2 separate regions of the Sus scrofa genome follow, and region 1 is linked to region 2. Evidence: chromatin contacts called from public HiChIP or PLAC-seq data. All regions are on one chromosome and are shown on one strand. Each heading gives the region's core, a stretch centred on a gene start, on an enhancer-like site or on the middle of the called end of the contact. The rest is flanking DNA. Distances are from core to core; before and after follow the strand shown. Region 1 overlaps KDM3A (lysine-specific demethylase 3A). Region 2 holds the start of CD8B (CD8b molecule).

Evidence for each region. HiChIP or PLAC-seq counts read pairs in DNA pulled down with a chosen protein or histone mark.
Region 1: an H3K27ac HiChIP or PLAC-seq map of skeletal muscle shows a contact between it and region 2, with 5 times the contacts expected there. The contact joins the enhancer-like site here to the promoter of CD8B in region 2. A contact is called at or near these places in 1 of 5 promoter capture datasets (fetal liver), 6 of 47 Hi-C or Micro-C datasets (embryonic fibroblasts, fetal skeletal muscle, heart right ventricle and 2 more) and 1 of 2 datasets of contacts at active chromatin or transcription factors (skeletal muscle).

Annotation. Positions count from the first base shown.
Region 1 is chr3:58,300,839-58,305,274 of Sscrofa11.1, forward strand. It overlaps KDM3A (lysine-specific demethylase 3A), which reads right to left. Exons shown (of 26, transcript XM_003124935.6): 22 at 4,205-4,324; 23 at 3,988-4,127; 24 at 3,162-3,338; 25 at 2,944-3,078; 26 at 1-2,210. The coding sequence ends at 2,130. Among named protein-coding and RNA genes, the nearest start is that of KDM3A, 52 kb to the right of the region's middle. Within about 2 kb of position 2,948, at least 2 of the 83 cell types and tissues checked have an H3K27ac peak or open chromatin away from gene starts, as enhancers often do. A contact at or near this core is called in skeletal muscle, where this site is marked.
Region 2 is chr3:57,965,270-57,969,846 of Sscrofa11.1, forward strand. CD8B (CD8b molecule) reads left to right here and starts at 3,089. Exons shown (of 6, transcript NR_145981.1): 1 at 3,089-3,172.

The DNA of each region.
Region 1 (4,436 bases), core at 1,698-4,197, 340 kb after region 2:
CCAGCTGGTAGTCTGTCATGTTTTGAAGATCAGGATCCCCATTCCGGATCTTTTAAGAGCCTATTTTGTTTGAGGTCCTCTTTTCACTTAGTGCTACGTCCCACACAGGTGTGGGTGTTTTATTTACCTTGCTTGATTTCATTGGCCTTCTTCAATCTGATGACATGTTGCTGGTACCAAGAAAACTCCAGTCTCAGCATGTCACCCTCCCTCGCTACTCTCTCAGTTCCCTGTCACTGACTATCAAACCTGTACTTTTCTCTTTATAAATTCACACTTCTTTACAGCCTCCTGTTACTCAACAGTGTATTGTGTATTTTTACCAATCTTCCAATTTGTAAAAAGAACTTTTTTCTGCTGCTTACTTCATCTGCCGAATTTCTGATTTTAACCATCATGTCTCATTTCTGTTAGTTCTATTTAGCTTCTTTCCAAATCTGGTGAATTCTGAAAATCTCATTCTTTCATTATATTGCTATGCTCTCATTTCTATAGGCATATTAAAGACATTTCAGAATATAAAGTAAGTACTGGATCATTCCAGAACCTACAAAGTTTGTAGGTTTAATATGGCAATTTTCAGGTTTGCATTGACTCTTGCACATGGTGGCTTTCAGTTTTATATTTGTTGGTACAGTGCATTTGAGTGTGAATAAAAGTCTGGAACTATCTGTGGGACTCCGTTGAGGGCTGGTTTGAGGGTCATTTCCTCTAAAAAGAACTGAAGTTTTCCTCTTCTTTTAGCTATTGGAGATTTCCAATTAACAGTGCCAGTTCTAGATCCACAACTGTATAAAGGAGCTTCTGATAAGAAATTCCCAGGGAAGATACTTCCCTCTAAGATGGGTAGATAGTTATTCTTTTCAGAAAAGTTTATGTTTTTGAAAGTTCATCCATTAACTTTGGCTTGAAGTGGGTTGGCATCAGGCAGGGATCTTTGACCTCCTACTCTGAACTCACAGGTAAAACCTAGGTTCTAGACCTTGTCTACACTACTTGATTTCAATTTAATTCCTTTTAATACAGCTAGAGCTGTCTAGGAGAATCACTGCGCTATAGAAATAGAAAGGTGGCTTCTTTATGAATTTTCTTCCTTCACAGAAATGATTATTTTCAATACCACTGTTTGAAAACTTCTAATAATTTCATTTTGTAAATTCTTAAATTATGAATGGCTAGAAGAGAGACAAAGTATTTCAATCTCTTACCTTTTTAGAACCATTTAACCAGTCACTATTTGGGTTTTTTGGTTCATTCTCACGTCTAAGGGTAGTTAAACTGTGGTGTTTCTTTACAAAAGTGTGAGAGCAGTTTCCACTTGGCTGGGGAGAAACTTGTTTCCATATTAGCATTGTAATAATCACTCAGAAATCACTACAGCATTGAATTTCTGTGCTTTTAAGACGAGTTCCTGGAGCAAACTCTTATACCTGTAACATTCGATGAAAGGTGTATTGAATCTACAACCAGAGATAATGCCAATAAACTGAGTCAAAACATTATATGAATACTTTAATGCAAAATGCTTAACACTTAAAATTAGCAAAGCTTCATTTAAATTAAAACTCCATTTGACTAAAGATGGTTAACCCCAAGAATTGCACAGTAGTTGATTTCTGCTATATAATGCCAGTCCTAATGCTATACAGTAAGCACTGCTTTGCTGGCGGTCGTTTCCTCCACTGCTCTTCTGAACCCTAAGGGGTGGGGGAGAGGGTACGCAGACAGACACACAACAAAACGCAACCCAAATAAACTGCGCAGTGATTCCTAATCGTTATAACCCATCTGACGAAGCTGTCAGATCAAACAGCCGGGGAACAACTGCAGGTGGTTTCCAGAGCTGATAAGAGGTTTCGTTTTTACGGCTTGGTAGAAGCTCTGCACTGGGTGAGCAGTCACAGTTTAAGGATGCATGTTCTGTAAATAGTTACTACATATACACATTTAGTGTCTGTAAACACTAGAAATATACATTAGACAGAGTACCCTTACCAGGTGGGTACAGTTTAAAAAAGAAGATGAGGTAACATGAATCTCAAAGTCCACAGGAATCCTGCCTGAAGAGTTTGAACAGCTGCCAGTAATTCACTTCCAATGTGCAGGGGGGTTATGCGCCTCTGGGACCCCTAGGGTTTGCCAAAACTGGATTCACTGGCTTTCAGCATAGCAACCGCATCTTTCACTGCGTGGTAGATAACATTCTTCACCTGAAAGGAGGAGAGAAAATGTGGTCAGTTTACCATTAACTCGAAAATCTGTGGCTAAGAATAAACTTCCCCCTACCAATTTTATAACCATTTAAAACTCAAAATTCAATATGAAGTGTTAATAACAGCTGAAAGGCTATTTAGGGCTCCTTGCTAGTATTTCATACACATTTTAAACCCAGGCCGCCTTTGAAAAACTTTTCCCCTCCATAGGCTTTGATCGCACATGGCCCTGCCCCCAGTGAGTGCGGGGAGAAGCAAGTCCCAGGGTATAACTCTAGTTTCCAGAGTTTCTTTACTGCCCTGGTTTCCCACATTATATAATTCACTAAGGAAAGCCTCTAAAGACCCCACTCTCTGAGACCCTCTTTGGACTGCAGAGACTCTGCTCTACTCTCCCCAAGGCTGAGAACACTATAGCACTAAAGGTCTTTGATCAAGACCCCTGTCTGGCAGCTGAGCCACAATCCCAAGTCAGACCTAGTCATTTTCAAGACTAAAGCCTTTCTTTGGGGGCACAGCCCCTTACAAAGTCTAAACAATATCAAACCAAAATGAGATTTTGTGTTTATTCCTCCTTTGCCTAAGTGGATGGTAGACCTAGATAGAAAGCCAGTTCATCAACTCACCGTACTGAGCATGATATGGCCAAATGCACTGATTATTTTTATAAGGTCAGTAATGGGCCATGAAGCCAGGATCAGAGAATGCCAGGAATCAGTGCTATTTTTACCTGTAATTTATCTTCATGATTCGTATGAGTCTGTGACAGATAGCGGAATTCCTGAGTGAGCCAGAAGCAGTGTTTAACATGCTCTGGAGAAACGAAATCTTCAGCCACTTTGATACAACTATATAAGTTATGAACCTGGAAAGTGACAAACCACATCAGTTAACACGTGCAAAAGTTTACAGTGTAAAGAGAATAAAGAATAAAGGAATGGTTCTTGCCTGATGTGGAGCTCCTGCTGGGATAAATACCACATCTCCAAGAAACTGCACAATAGCCCAGCCTTGAACTCCATACTCTTGATGAAGACGCTTTCTTAATGATCGGTCTAAATACCAGCTCTGATCATGAATGGGATCGTGATCTGCAGGGTTTTCCTGACCTTGCTCCTCTGATACCTGGAACACATACAAAATGTTATGAAACTGAGCAACAGGCTGAGGCTCAGGGAAGACATTTTGCCCCCCCCTGAACAGTGTGGGTGGCCACGAAATGTCAGGCCTCCTTGAATACACGCTCCTGATGGCAGAAAGAGACCAACAGTAGTCGAAGACATTAACAAAATGAAGCAAGAGAAGAATGAAGGGAAATGTGGCTTGCCTTATGTCATTTCCTATAAATCATGACTAGCAGAGTCTTTTTTTGTTTGTTTTTTTGGCTGCACCCACGGCATGTGGAAGTTCCCAGGCCAGGGACTGAACCCTCACCACAGCAGCAACCCTAGTAGCCACAGTGACAATGCCAGATACTTAACCTGCTGTGCCACATGGGAACTCCCAAAGGGATTAACCTTGAGCACAAAAATCTCCAAATGCACTCACTATAACATAAGACAAGACATAAATAAGAAAAAAGCCAAGTCCCCCTCTGTTCAGAGGGGTGAGCCTAATCATCTAGAAATCACTGTTCCTTAGCAACCAGCCTCAGACTATCCAATCTGAGATGCACAGACTTAACTTCTGAGGTTGTGATTATTCCCCAGTAACCGGGTCAGTTCTTGACACGTAGTAATTGATAATCCTGCATGCCACAGGGTAAGGAGCACACCTTTTTAAGAAATTCTCTTATCTTCTCTGTGTCTTTAGCAGCATATATGTGCCAGAGGGCTCCTGGTTTCTCTTTTCCTTCAATAAATCTCTTTATTGTGAGTTCATCAGAATCTCCATCTTGGATGGTTTTAAGGACTTCTGCAACAAAAAGAGCAAATATCAGACCACATGTTCTAGTTCAGAGAGAAAGCTCCACTTTCAGGCTCAGCACCTACCTTCCTCTTGGTCACACTGTCCTTTAGGAATCCCCACATAGACCATGACATTCGCTGCATCAGATACATCTAAATGAAGATTTGTTGTTCCGTATTTCCGATCTTCTGGTGTAATTAATCCTTCAAACAGAAAATGCCTTAGATTTACTGGGACAGCAAAGGCTGACAGTTTTTCCCACTCCCTGGGATAATGGTCACAAAATTTAAAAGCTGCCTTTCTAGTCATGTACAA
Region 2 (4,577 bases), core at 1,839-4,338:
GCAATGACCACTTGGCTATTTCAGATGCCCCCTCACATCAGCTGAGTCTCTAATTTGAAAATTCTTCACTAGGAAGTCCTCGTGTCTACATCACCGTGCCCTATGGTGCTGGATCATTATTTCCAGTATACAACTGAGAAAACTGGGGCTCAGAGAGTTGAATAGATGTCCTCAAGTTGCCCAGATGGTGAGTGGCAGGACTAGAAAGGCGCATGTGCTCTTTCTCAACATCACAACTCCCTCCCTTACCTGCAACCACCCACTGAGAGCGAGGGAGACAGAAGAATCCGGGACAGAGGACCCATTAGGGCCGGGAAGCATCAGGACCGTTGACTTTTAGCCTATTTATTTATTTATTTATTTGCTTGTTAAGGCCTCACCCACGGCATAAGGAGGCTAGGCGTCGAATCGGAATTGATGGGTGACCTGGTGCTTGAACTGATGCAGTTGTAATTGTCCACATGTCTGTGTCAGTCTGGAGATTCGGCACCTTCAGGGCAGGGATTGGCTCTTGCTGACCTTGGTATCCCTGGGCTGAGCACAGGGTTAGACCACACTCACTATGTGATTGTTGAATGAAGGGCATGAGGGCAAGGAAGCTTTTCTAGATCAGCACAGCTTGCAGAGGCTGGAAAGTAAACTGGAAACATGCGTTAGCTTAGATGTTTTACAGCCATTAATGCCTCTGCTTCATTAATACAGCACAGGAATTGCTACAGCTCTAAAAGCAGTCAAAGGAATTTCTGCTGTGGTTCATCAGTTTAAGAATCAGACTAGGAGTTCCCGTCGTGGCTCAGTGGTTAACGACTCTGACTAGGAACCAGGAGGTAGAGGGTTCTATCCCTGCCCTTGCTCAGTGGGTTGATGATCCAGCGTTGCCGTGAGCTGTGGTGTAGGTTGCAGACGCGGCTTGGATCCCGCTTTGCTGTGGCTCTGGCGTAGGCCGGAGGCTACAGATCCGATTTGACCCCTAGCCTGGGAACCTCCATGTGCTGCGGGAGCGGCCCAAGAAATGGCAAAAAAAGACAAAAAAAAAAAAAAGAATCAGACTAGTATCCTTGAGGATGCATGTTCAATCCCTGGCCTTGCTCAGTGGGTTAAAGGATCCGGTGTTGCCACACGCTGTGGTGTAAGTCGCAGATGTGGCTCGGATCCTGCATTGCTGAGGCTGCGGTATAGGTTGGCAGCTGCAGCTCCAATTCAACTCCTAGCCTGGGAACTTCCAAATGCCACAGGTGTGGCCCTAAAAAGAAAACGAATAAAATAAAAGCATTCACAGATCAAAATAGCTCAGTGGTCAATCTTGTACAAAGGTCACACTAGAGACCAATATCTCTTATGAATATAGTTACAAAAATCCTCAGCAAAATACTAGCAAACAAAACCCAACTACATGTTGAAATGATTACACACCATGACTTGTCCTGGGACTGCAAGGGTGATTCAACATAAAAACAAATCAAGGAGTTCCCATCATGTGGCAGCAGAAATGAATCTGACTAGGAACCATAAGGTTGTGGGTTAGGGAGTTCCCATCATGGCTCAGTGGTTAATGAATCCAACTAGGAACCATGAGGTTTTGGGTTTGATCCCTGGACTTGCTCAGTGGGTTAAGGATCCAGCGTTGCTGTGAGCTGTGGTGTAGGCCGCAGATGCGGCTCGGATCCAGCGTTACTGTTCGCCTGGCATAGGCCAGTGGCTACAGCTCCAGTTAGATCCCTAGCCTGGGAACTTCCATATGCCATGGGTGCAGCCCTAAAAAAGACAAAGAAATAAAATATAAAAAATAAGGTTGCAGGTTCAATTCCTGGCTTCGCTCAGTAGGTTAAGGATCCGGTGTTGCTGCGGCTGTGGTGTTGGATGGCAGCTGTAGCTCCGATTTGACCACTAGTCTGGGAACCTCCATATGCCTCGAGTTTGGCCCTAAAAAGCAAAAAACAAACAAACAAACAAATCAATATAATTTATACGCCACAGTTATAGGACAAAGGAGATTGGCTCCGGATGCTGGAAGTGTCCTTGCCCTGCCGCCTGCTTTCAATCCCTTCAGGGACACTCCATCCCCTCTCAATTAACTCAAATCTCTCAGAGTTTAGGTCCAAACCAACTGGTCTGCAGGTTTAGGTCCTTGTTGATAAGGTGGCTTCCTCCCACTGCCCTCCCCAGGCTCCCTTGGGCCCACAGGCCCTCAGTATTCTTGGAACGCCCTCCTCCAACAGCCCAACCCCCTCCCTCTGTGAACCTGCACTTGGCCCTTGAACAGGAAGATCACCCTGATAAGTCTCCCTGCCCAGGACTGGACTGCATCACTGGCAGCCAAAGCTCCATAGCTTTGCAGCACCCACACAGCAGGAGAGCAGGGTGAACTTGAGCCTCCCCGCCGCCACACACACAGCTTCAAAGTAGACGTCTTTGTTGATCTTCTGCTGAGTCCCTGTTTCAGCGTTATTTTAACAGGAATTACACGAGTGAGGAGGGTAAAGAGAATATCATACTCTAAGCTCTTCCTGACCCTGAAGGTGTAGGTCTGGCTCTGCCCCAGGCCAGGCAGAGGTGGGGGCCCCTCTCCCCTGCCACAGCACACCCTCCTCACTATCAGACTGCATGTCTCATCAGTTAACTTTCCTTCGCCCTTACAAGTGCGTGCCCTTGAGGGCAGGGTCTAGGTCTTGGTCACCCCCAGACTCCACTGGGCCCAGGGTACCCAGGAGGCGCTCCATAACTACTCAAAAAGGAAGGAAGTGACTGGAGTTGGGGTCCTGCTCCACCACCACTCCTGTGGGGGCCTCCTGAGCATCCTGGCATCTCTGAGTCTCAGTGGCCTCCTCTGGAGTCGCATGGAGTCATGACCCTGTGCTGACCACCTTCCAGAGCAAGAGGCGATCACTCACGTGCAATTGCTTGACGCGGACAGCGGGGTCACCTCCTTACTGGAAATGCAGCCAAGACCTTTGCAATGCGGGGAGGATGAGGGCGGAGACCTCGCCATCCTCACACCAGGCTCCCGCCCCTCTTCCCGCGGGGCCCTCCCTCCCCGCTATCCCCCCTCCCCCCGGCTGCCCCGCCCGGTTCCAGCCCGCACCGTCTCAGCCGAGACCATCGGGACCAGGTGTTCCCGGGCGCGCCAAGATGCAGCCGAGGCTCTGGCTCCTCATTGCCGCGCAGCTGTCAAGTAAGAAGGGGAGACCACGGGGAGCGCGGGCGGAGGAGCGGGTGATCTGCCGCTGGCCTGAGCCAAGGCATTTGGGGAAGGCTGTCCCCCTGCGATGCGGAGCCCGGAGCCCGTGGCTGCGCGGGGCGCGGAGGGGAAGCAGCGGCAGCCACGGTCCCTGGAGGAGGGGTGGGAACCTCCCCGGAGCTCATTACCCCAGGAGTCCCTGGAGCCTCAGGTTAAAGGCTACCTTAGCCCAAAAGGCTGAGCCTAAGAGAAGAGAAGACAGGAAGAGAGGAGGGAGAACGGGAGTCCGGAGAGAGGGTTGAAGGAGCTGGGAAGGAAGAAAAGAAAGGGAGGAAAATGCCCTTGTCCGGGGCCCAGCAGGGCTGTACCCCCAGGAAGGGGCCAGGGCCCAGTTCTCACTTTGGTGCTTGACATCTGGGTACATTCCCAGGGTCCCCTGGTTCCCTAATATTTCCTGGGGGTGGATGTCATGGACTGTGTGGCCCCCAGAACATGCAGCCTTGGTTGGGGGTGGAAAGCAGAGGGGAGTCTGTCCCTCTAACCAAACCCAGTCCAACTGCCTTTTAGAAGAACCACCCCCCACAACACACACATACACACACCAAACTGCCCACTACTAACCTGTGGTTGATTTCCTCTCTTGTCCAAAAAGCCCAAAGCTGGTCCTCCTTCCAGAGGCCTGCCTGCCCAGGCTCTGACCTAGTGACCACAACAGCATCTCAAGCAGAAGCTAGTCCAGGCCGTTCAAAACTTCCAGCCTCATTGCCAGACACTTTAGAAACAGCAGGTCCCTCTGAGAATGGAATTAAATGAGACCATGCCTATGGCAAGGGCCGGCTCTGTGTCAATAGCACCGATGGGGCTCGGCACAGCCAGGGCTTTGGTCTCCAGGGCCAAAAAGCCAGTGGGTAATAGAGAGACCGGGGTGTGTCTCAGCCAGGAAGTCTTCAAGTCAGGACGTAGGTTAGAATTCTACACGGAGCCCCAGGCCCCTCGGCCCCCTCTGGCTCTGGAGGAGTCCCTGCTGGGCTTTCTGGGAAGGACTTGGGGAGTCTGCATGTTTGCAGCCCCACTCTGTGCCCAGGAGCCCATGGCAAGATCCTGGAGAGGATCACAGGAACCCTCAATTCAAGGACTGGCTTGAAGCTCCGATTCTAAGGTCCCAGACCAAGGGTTGAATCTGAATCCACTACACAGGCTGTGTGACCTTGAGCAGATCCTTAACCTTCACGAGCTTCTATTCCCTCATGTGTCCACTGCGTCTATTTCCTCCCAAAGGACTTGCTGAGCATTAAATGAGACAATGCACACACTGTGCTCAGCACAGCTCAGCAAATATTGGTGTTATCCATTCTTATCTCCCCCAAGAGGTCAGTGACTCCAAAGAGTGAAGAACCTC